Regions from separate parts of the Oryctolagus cuniculus genome. Here region 2 is linked to region 1. A link is a contact called in public Hi-C data. All regions are on one chromosome and are shown on one strand. The core of a region is the stretch at or near the end of the contact, and the rest is flanking DNA. Distances in the headings are between cores, read along the strand shown. Region 1 holds the start of CNST (consortin, connexin sorting protein). Region 2 overlaps CNST (consortin, connexin sorting protein).

What was found. Hi-C and Micro-C count contacts between places; a contact is called where the count stands out from the background.
Region 2: a Hi-C map of an unstated tissue shows a contact between it and region 1, with 2.2 times the contacts expected there. The contact joins the enhancer-like site here to the promoter of CNST in region 1. A contact is called at or near these places in 3 of 6 Hi-C or Micro-C datasets (liver, skin fibroblasts and an unstated tissue).

Annotation. Positions count from the first base shown.
Region 1 is chr13:66,507,296-66,510,238 of mOryCun1.1, reverse strand. CNST (consortin, connexin sorting protein) reads right to left here and starts at 1,290. Exons shown (of 11, transcript XM_051820807.2): 1 at 966-1,290. It overlaps TFB2M (transcription factor B2, mitochondrial), which reads left to right and starts at 1,298. Exons shown (of 8, transcript XM_002717631.5): 1 at 1,298-1,789; 2 at 2,726-2,814. The coding sequence starts at 1,486.
Region 2 is chr13:66,562,912-66,565,841 of mOryCun1.1, reverse strand. All of the region lies in intron 3 of CNST (consortin, connexin sorting protein), which reads right to left. Among named protein-coding and RNA genes, the nearest start is that of CNST, 55 kb to the right of the region's middle. Within about 2 kb of position 1,306, at least 1 of the 8 cell types and tissues checked has an H3K27ac peak or open chromatin away from gene starts, as enhancers often do.

The DNA of each region.
Region 1 (2,943 bases), core at 41-2,540:
CACATTCATAATCCAAACTAGGCGGTGCTAGGCAGTCAATTCCTTAGCTGAACTCCATCAGCGGCATACAATCTTCAGCCTATTTGCTTGGTGACACATTCCTTAGAAACCCTTCCCTGTGCATTAAAATGCCAAGCTCAATCATGCTGCGAGTACAGTAAGCAAAAAGGATTGCACGTATTTAAAGCAGGAAGCTGATTGGCTGTTTTGGTGGCAAAGATAATGGCTAAAGCTTCAAACACTGAAATCACTTTCAAAGAATCAGGTCTTCTAACATTGCCCAATAGGTTAAACGACTGCCAAAATTTCCATTAAAGCACCCTATTTTTAGTGTCTTTGAAACTGGTCTTTAGAATCGCATTCCACGGTACTTGTGCTTGATTTAAGTTTATACGGGGACAAACACAAGCATCCTGAACTCTTCATCTCTTCAAGCTTAGAAGGGTATTTTTTTTTTTAAGTCTTAATTTTTCATCTTGAATTTTAGTCTTTCAAACACTCAAATTAAAGACGAAAAATTAAGTAAAACACTGGCCCACAGGGAGAAACCGAAGGAAGACGCGAGGCGGTTCCTGACAACCAAAGTGATGGCGGGGGCGAGGGAACCAGGTATGGGGAGAAAATAAAAAGCATCCACAAGGGTGGAGGCAGCGCGCTGTGGGCAAGAGGACGGAGAGGACGAGAAGCAAGGTGGAAGCCGCAAGCGGCTCCGCGGGCAGGGCCAGGAGCGCCTTCTGCAGCCAAGTCCCCCAGGGAGGAGGGAACCCGGCGCGCCGCGCGCGAGGGGGAGACCCACAGCCACTGAGGAGAGCAAAACAGGCGAGCGGAGAGGGGGCGGAGGTGAGGGCAGAAGCGGCGCTGCTGGACCGGCACCGCTCAGGGGGAGGAGCGAGGGGCTTCCGAAAGGCTTTCCAAGCCGGCCGCGAGCCCGCGGGTCCCCCGCATCCCGCTCGACCTCTCCTCACCTGGGAATCGGAGGCGGCCCGAGGGTTACCGCTGGCCGCCGGGTCTGCTTCCAGCCCCTTTCGCGGACATGGCGGCCGCCGAGCTGTCACTTAGCTTGCTCAGGTCTCCCGCGGCTCCGCCGGAGGAGACACCTCTTGCCTTTCCGCCCCGCCTCCCTCTGCGCACCCCTCGGGGCTGGCCGGCAGGCGGCTGGCGGCCCGCGACCGCGGAGCATAGAGCGCGAGCGGCTAGAGAGGAAGTGCAGAGGGCGGGCAACCATAGAGTACGAGTCCGGACACACCCAGATGGTCGGTCTCACTCCTCATCGGTCCACTCACAGCTCTCGGGAGGCGAAGCCGGGGAGGAAACGGAAGTGAGGTAGGCAAGTGGGCTGGACCAGTCGTTCGCGTGCGCAGTTGCTGGTGTTTACTTCCGCCAGGCCTGGTCTGCAGCGCGGAGATGTTGCACGTGGGATGCCCTTCATGGGGTTCACCGGAATAGCGACCCTGGGTCATGTGAGAGGGCACCTTGGAGGTGACGATGTGGGTCCCAGCGACGGGACTTCCTTTGCGGTTGGCGCCCTTAGCCCTGGCGGGCGCGGGTCGCTTTTGCATTTTGAGGACCCGAGCGACAACGCGTGGAGACCCGCCTCGCCGTGGCTTGTCTGATTCATCCCCGCAGCTGTTGCCCTATCCTGACTTCGGGGAATCGCCTCCCTGGGTATGCAAGCACCGCTTGGACCCTAAGCGTTACGTAAGCAGTCGGGGATTGGCTGAGACCTTGGTGCAGATCCTGCGGGGGAGTCAAAAAGACCCTCGCTCTCTCTTCTTAGAGTGCAATCCAGGTGAGTCTAGCTGAATTGCATTTTCTTGAATGTTCGTCACTTAGGCAGACTTTTATAGACCGCAGGTAGGGTGCTATTGACACTTCCGTTTTCTTGAAGAAGCTTAGTTGTTGTCCACGAATGAGACATATTCTTAGATTTTGCTCTCCTCGCACATAGTTAAAAGTGCCACCCCCCCCCCCAAGAATTTTATCCTGTCCTGTGCATCTCCCGTAGACTATAGCAGGATGCTGAGAACACAAGATTTATAGATTTATAATTCTTTTTTTTTTTTTTAATAATCGTTTATTTGAAAGGCAAAGAGACCGAGAGCTTCTATCCACTCTTTCACTCCCCAAATGGCCACAGTGGCCAGGGCTGGGCAAGGCCGAAATCAGAAGCTTTTTCAAGGTCTCCCATGTGGATGTAGGGGCTCAAGTAAATGGGCCATTTTATGCTGCTTTCCCAGGCTCATTAGCAGGAAGCTGGATCAGAAGGGGAGCAGCCAAGACAGCCTGTGCCGGTATGGGATGCCTTCCCTGCAGGCAACCCACTATGCCACAGCACTGGCCTCTGAATAATAATTGTTAAAACACCCTTTCCTACCTTGAAGAGTCAGTTTTATTTATGCTTGATTTGATCTCGATGATCATGAATGAGTAAGTGTGGTAGGCTCCAGGCACTCCTTTTTGTTGCTTTTTTCTTCTAAGAGGTGATGAAACATTGTAATTAAGAGTGCAAGTTGCAGTCACTGACAGAATGGATTCGAAACCAAACTGCATACTTACCTGTTGGAATGTTGCAGTCAAGTGATTAAAATAGAGTAATACCTCATTTGGGAGTGTAGTGGGAATGAAAATTAGATAATACATGTATAATACCTAATAAACTTCTGATATTGAGAAAGATTATATTGTTACTTTTGCATCTAAATGTTTTCTTTTGTTATTATCCTAGGTCCTGGAGTGCTGACTCAGGCATTACTTGAAACTGGTGCCAAAGTGGTTGCCCTTGAAAGTGACAGAAATTTCATTCCTCGTTTGGAGGTATATTTCTTGTTCTTAAAAATAATTCATTGTTCAGTCAGCTGCCTTAAAGTGAGTTAGTGAGGTAAAACTAAGCACATAATTTATTTTTATAGAATTTCTTCTAGGAGTCTTTTTTTTTTTTTTTTT
Region 2 (2,930 bases), core at 57-2,556, 56 kb before region 1:
AAAAATGAGTAGGGTATGGGAATTCAGCAAATGAGCATTAAGGAGGCAGGGTCAGTGAGGTAGGTGGTAAAAGCCAAGGATGAGCAATCCCTAAAGATAAATAAAGAAAATGCTTCAAAATAGAATATATGGAACAGGGTTTGGAACAGCAGTTAAGATAACACTTGAGATGCCTACACCCCACATGGGCTCCTGGTTCAAGTCCCAGGTCCATTTCAATTCAAGTTTCCTGCTAATGTGCACCCTGAGAAGGAGAAGCAGTTAAGTGGTGGCTCAGATGGTTGGATCCCTGCCATTCACATGGGAACCTGGATTGTGTTCCTAGCTCCCAGGCATTTGGGGACTGAACCAGTGGAGGTGGTTCGCTCCCTGTCCCTGTCTCTTCTGTCTCTGTTCCTGTCCACCTCCCTTCAAAAATTGGACTCTGATCAACTTATCAAAGCTCCTAACACTTCAATAAGATGAGGACTGAGTACCAGATTTGACAGCATGGGTACCAGTGCCCATCATGATGCAATGTTGCTGGAATTGTGGGGACAGGCACCACTGGAAAATGAGTCCAAGAGAGAACTGGACACGGCATGTTCAACAGAATTCTGACCCAAAATGTTTTACCCTAAATCAAATCATGAAGAAACAATCAGACAGTGTCTAATTGTGGGATATTCTACAATATTCTTTTGATAATTCTCTACAATTATTCTCTTGATAAGTATCAATGTTTAAAAAGTCCAAAAAAGAAAAAGAAAGACTGTTCTGTTCTAATTTCTTGGGATTGATAACATCCTTGTGGATTACGTAAGGTAATATCTTTGGTCTTGGAAGATAGCTGTAAGAACCTAGGGGTAAAGCAATGTAATGTTTGCAAATTATTTTAAAGTGTTTCAGCAGAAAAAGTGAGTAATGTCACCCAGCGTGGATTCTAGGTGAAAAGGCACAGTATGGTGTGCTGGGAAGTCAACTGAACTTCCGCCCCTCCCTAATTTGTGTCCCCTGGGAGATGACAGGATATTCCGCATTCTGTGGCTGAGGAGGCAGCCATTAGCTGACTGCTGTTCCCTGATGTCTCAGTTTCCTGAGGACTTCAGCATATCTTTGCTAACTCCACCCTTGTTTTCAACAAGTAATCTTAGAATTAGTGACAGTAAGGGTGTAGTTATAAGAATTAATGCTTATTTGGCTTTTATTGTGTATCAAACATTTTGTTAAGTGCTTTTACATGCAATAATTCATTTAATTGTCTAAAGCCTTACAGAAGAAGAAACTGAAAGCCACTTGGCTTTTTAGTGGTGGAGCCAAAGCCCATGGCTTTGAACCACCACTATATTCTCTAAGCTCCTTTTCCAAAGAGGATAGAGCACTGAGATATTTAGGAATCATAATCCACCAGATTCAGCAAACCAATATGTTCCTGGGAGTAGGAGTAGATTTTATTTTGGGACATAAAAAATTAAATAATCTTCAGATATGATTATCATCTTCCTGCTTAAAAATGTGATTTTCTAGTAGATTTGCTTCTGCTATAGGCTTACCTGCCAGTAGGAAAGACTATTCCAGCTCAGTGATAGAAATGCCTTCCAAAGATTTGTCTACACTTTCTATTTCCAAATGTTCTTTTTTTAAAAAAGATTTATTTTATTTATTTGAAAGACAGAGTTACAGAGAGAGGTAGAGCCAGAGAGAGAGAGAGAGCTCTTCCATCTGCTGGTTCACTCCCCAAATGACCGCAATGGCCAGAACTGAGCTGATCCAAGGCCAGGAGCCAGGAGCATCTTCTGGGTCTCCCACATGGGTGCAGGGGCCCAAGGACTTGGGCCTTCTTCTACTGCTTTCACAGGCCACAGTAGAGAACTGGATCAGAAGTGGAACAGCCAGGACTCAAGCCAGTGCCCATATGGGATGCTGGCACTGTAGGCTGGGGCCTTAACCTGCTGCGCTACAGTGCTGGCCCCTGTTCTTTCTTTTGAATTTAAATTTTTTGAGCGTGGGCATTGTGGTGCAGTGGGTTAAACTGCCTCTTAGAATTGCCTACATCCAATACTGGAGTGCTGGGGATTGAGTCCCACCTTTGCTTTCAAACCAGCTTCCTGCCAATGGACCTGAAGGCAGGAGATGTTGCTGAAGTACTTGGGTTCCTACCATACACGTAGGAGACCTTGATGGAGTTGAAGACTCCTGGCTTCAGCATGGCCCAACACTGGTTGTTGCGGCATTTGTGGAGTAAACCAGTGGATAGAGGATCTCTCTCTGTCACTCAGATTAAACAAACAAACAAACAAACAAACAAAACAAAACAAAACAAAAACCTTAAAATTTTAACTTGGGGGCAGAGGGAAAAAGAGAGTGAGCTCCCATTTGCTGGTCTACTCCCCCAACCCCTAAAACGCCTGCAAGGGCCTAGGGCAAAGACCGGAGCCACACTTTGCACAAGAGTGATAGGAGGCTGGCGCCGCGGCTCACTAGGCTAATCCTCCACCTAGCGGCGCCGGCACACCAGGTTCTAGTCCCGGTCAGGGCACCGGATTCTGTCCCGGTTGCCCCTCTTCCAGGCCAGCTCTCTGCTGTGGCCCGGGAGTGCAGTGGAGGATGGCCCAAGTACTTGGGCCCTGTACCCCATGGGAGACCAGGATAAGTACCTGGCTCCTGCCATCGGATCAGCGTGGTGCACCGGCCACCACACACTGGCTGCGGTGGCCATTGGAGGGTGAACCAACGGCAAAGGAAGACCTTTCTCTCTGTCTCTCTCTCTCTCACTGTCCACTCTGCCTGTCAAAAAAAAAAAAAAAAAAAGAGTGATAGGAACCAACTTACTTAAGCCATCAATCACCACTACCTCCCAGGGTGCTAATAGCTGGAAGCCAGAATCAGAGATCAAACCCAGGTACGCTGATGTGGGATGTGCCTAAATGCCCAGTCTCCTAAAATGTCTT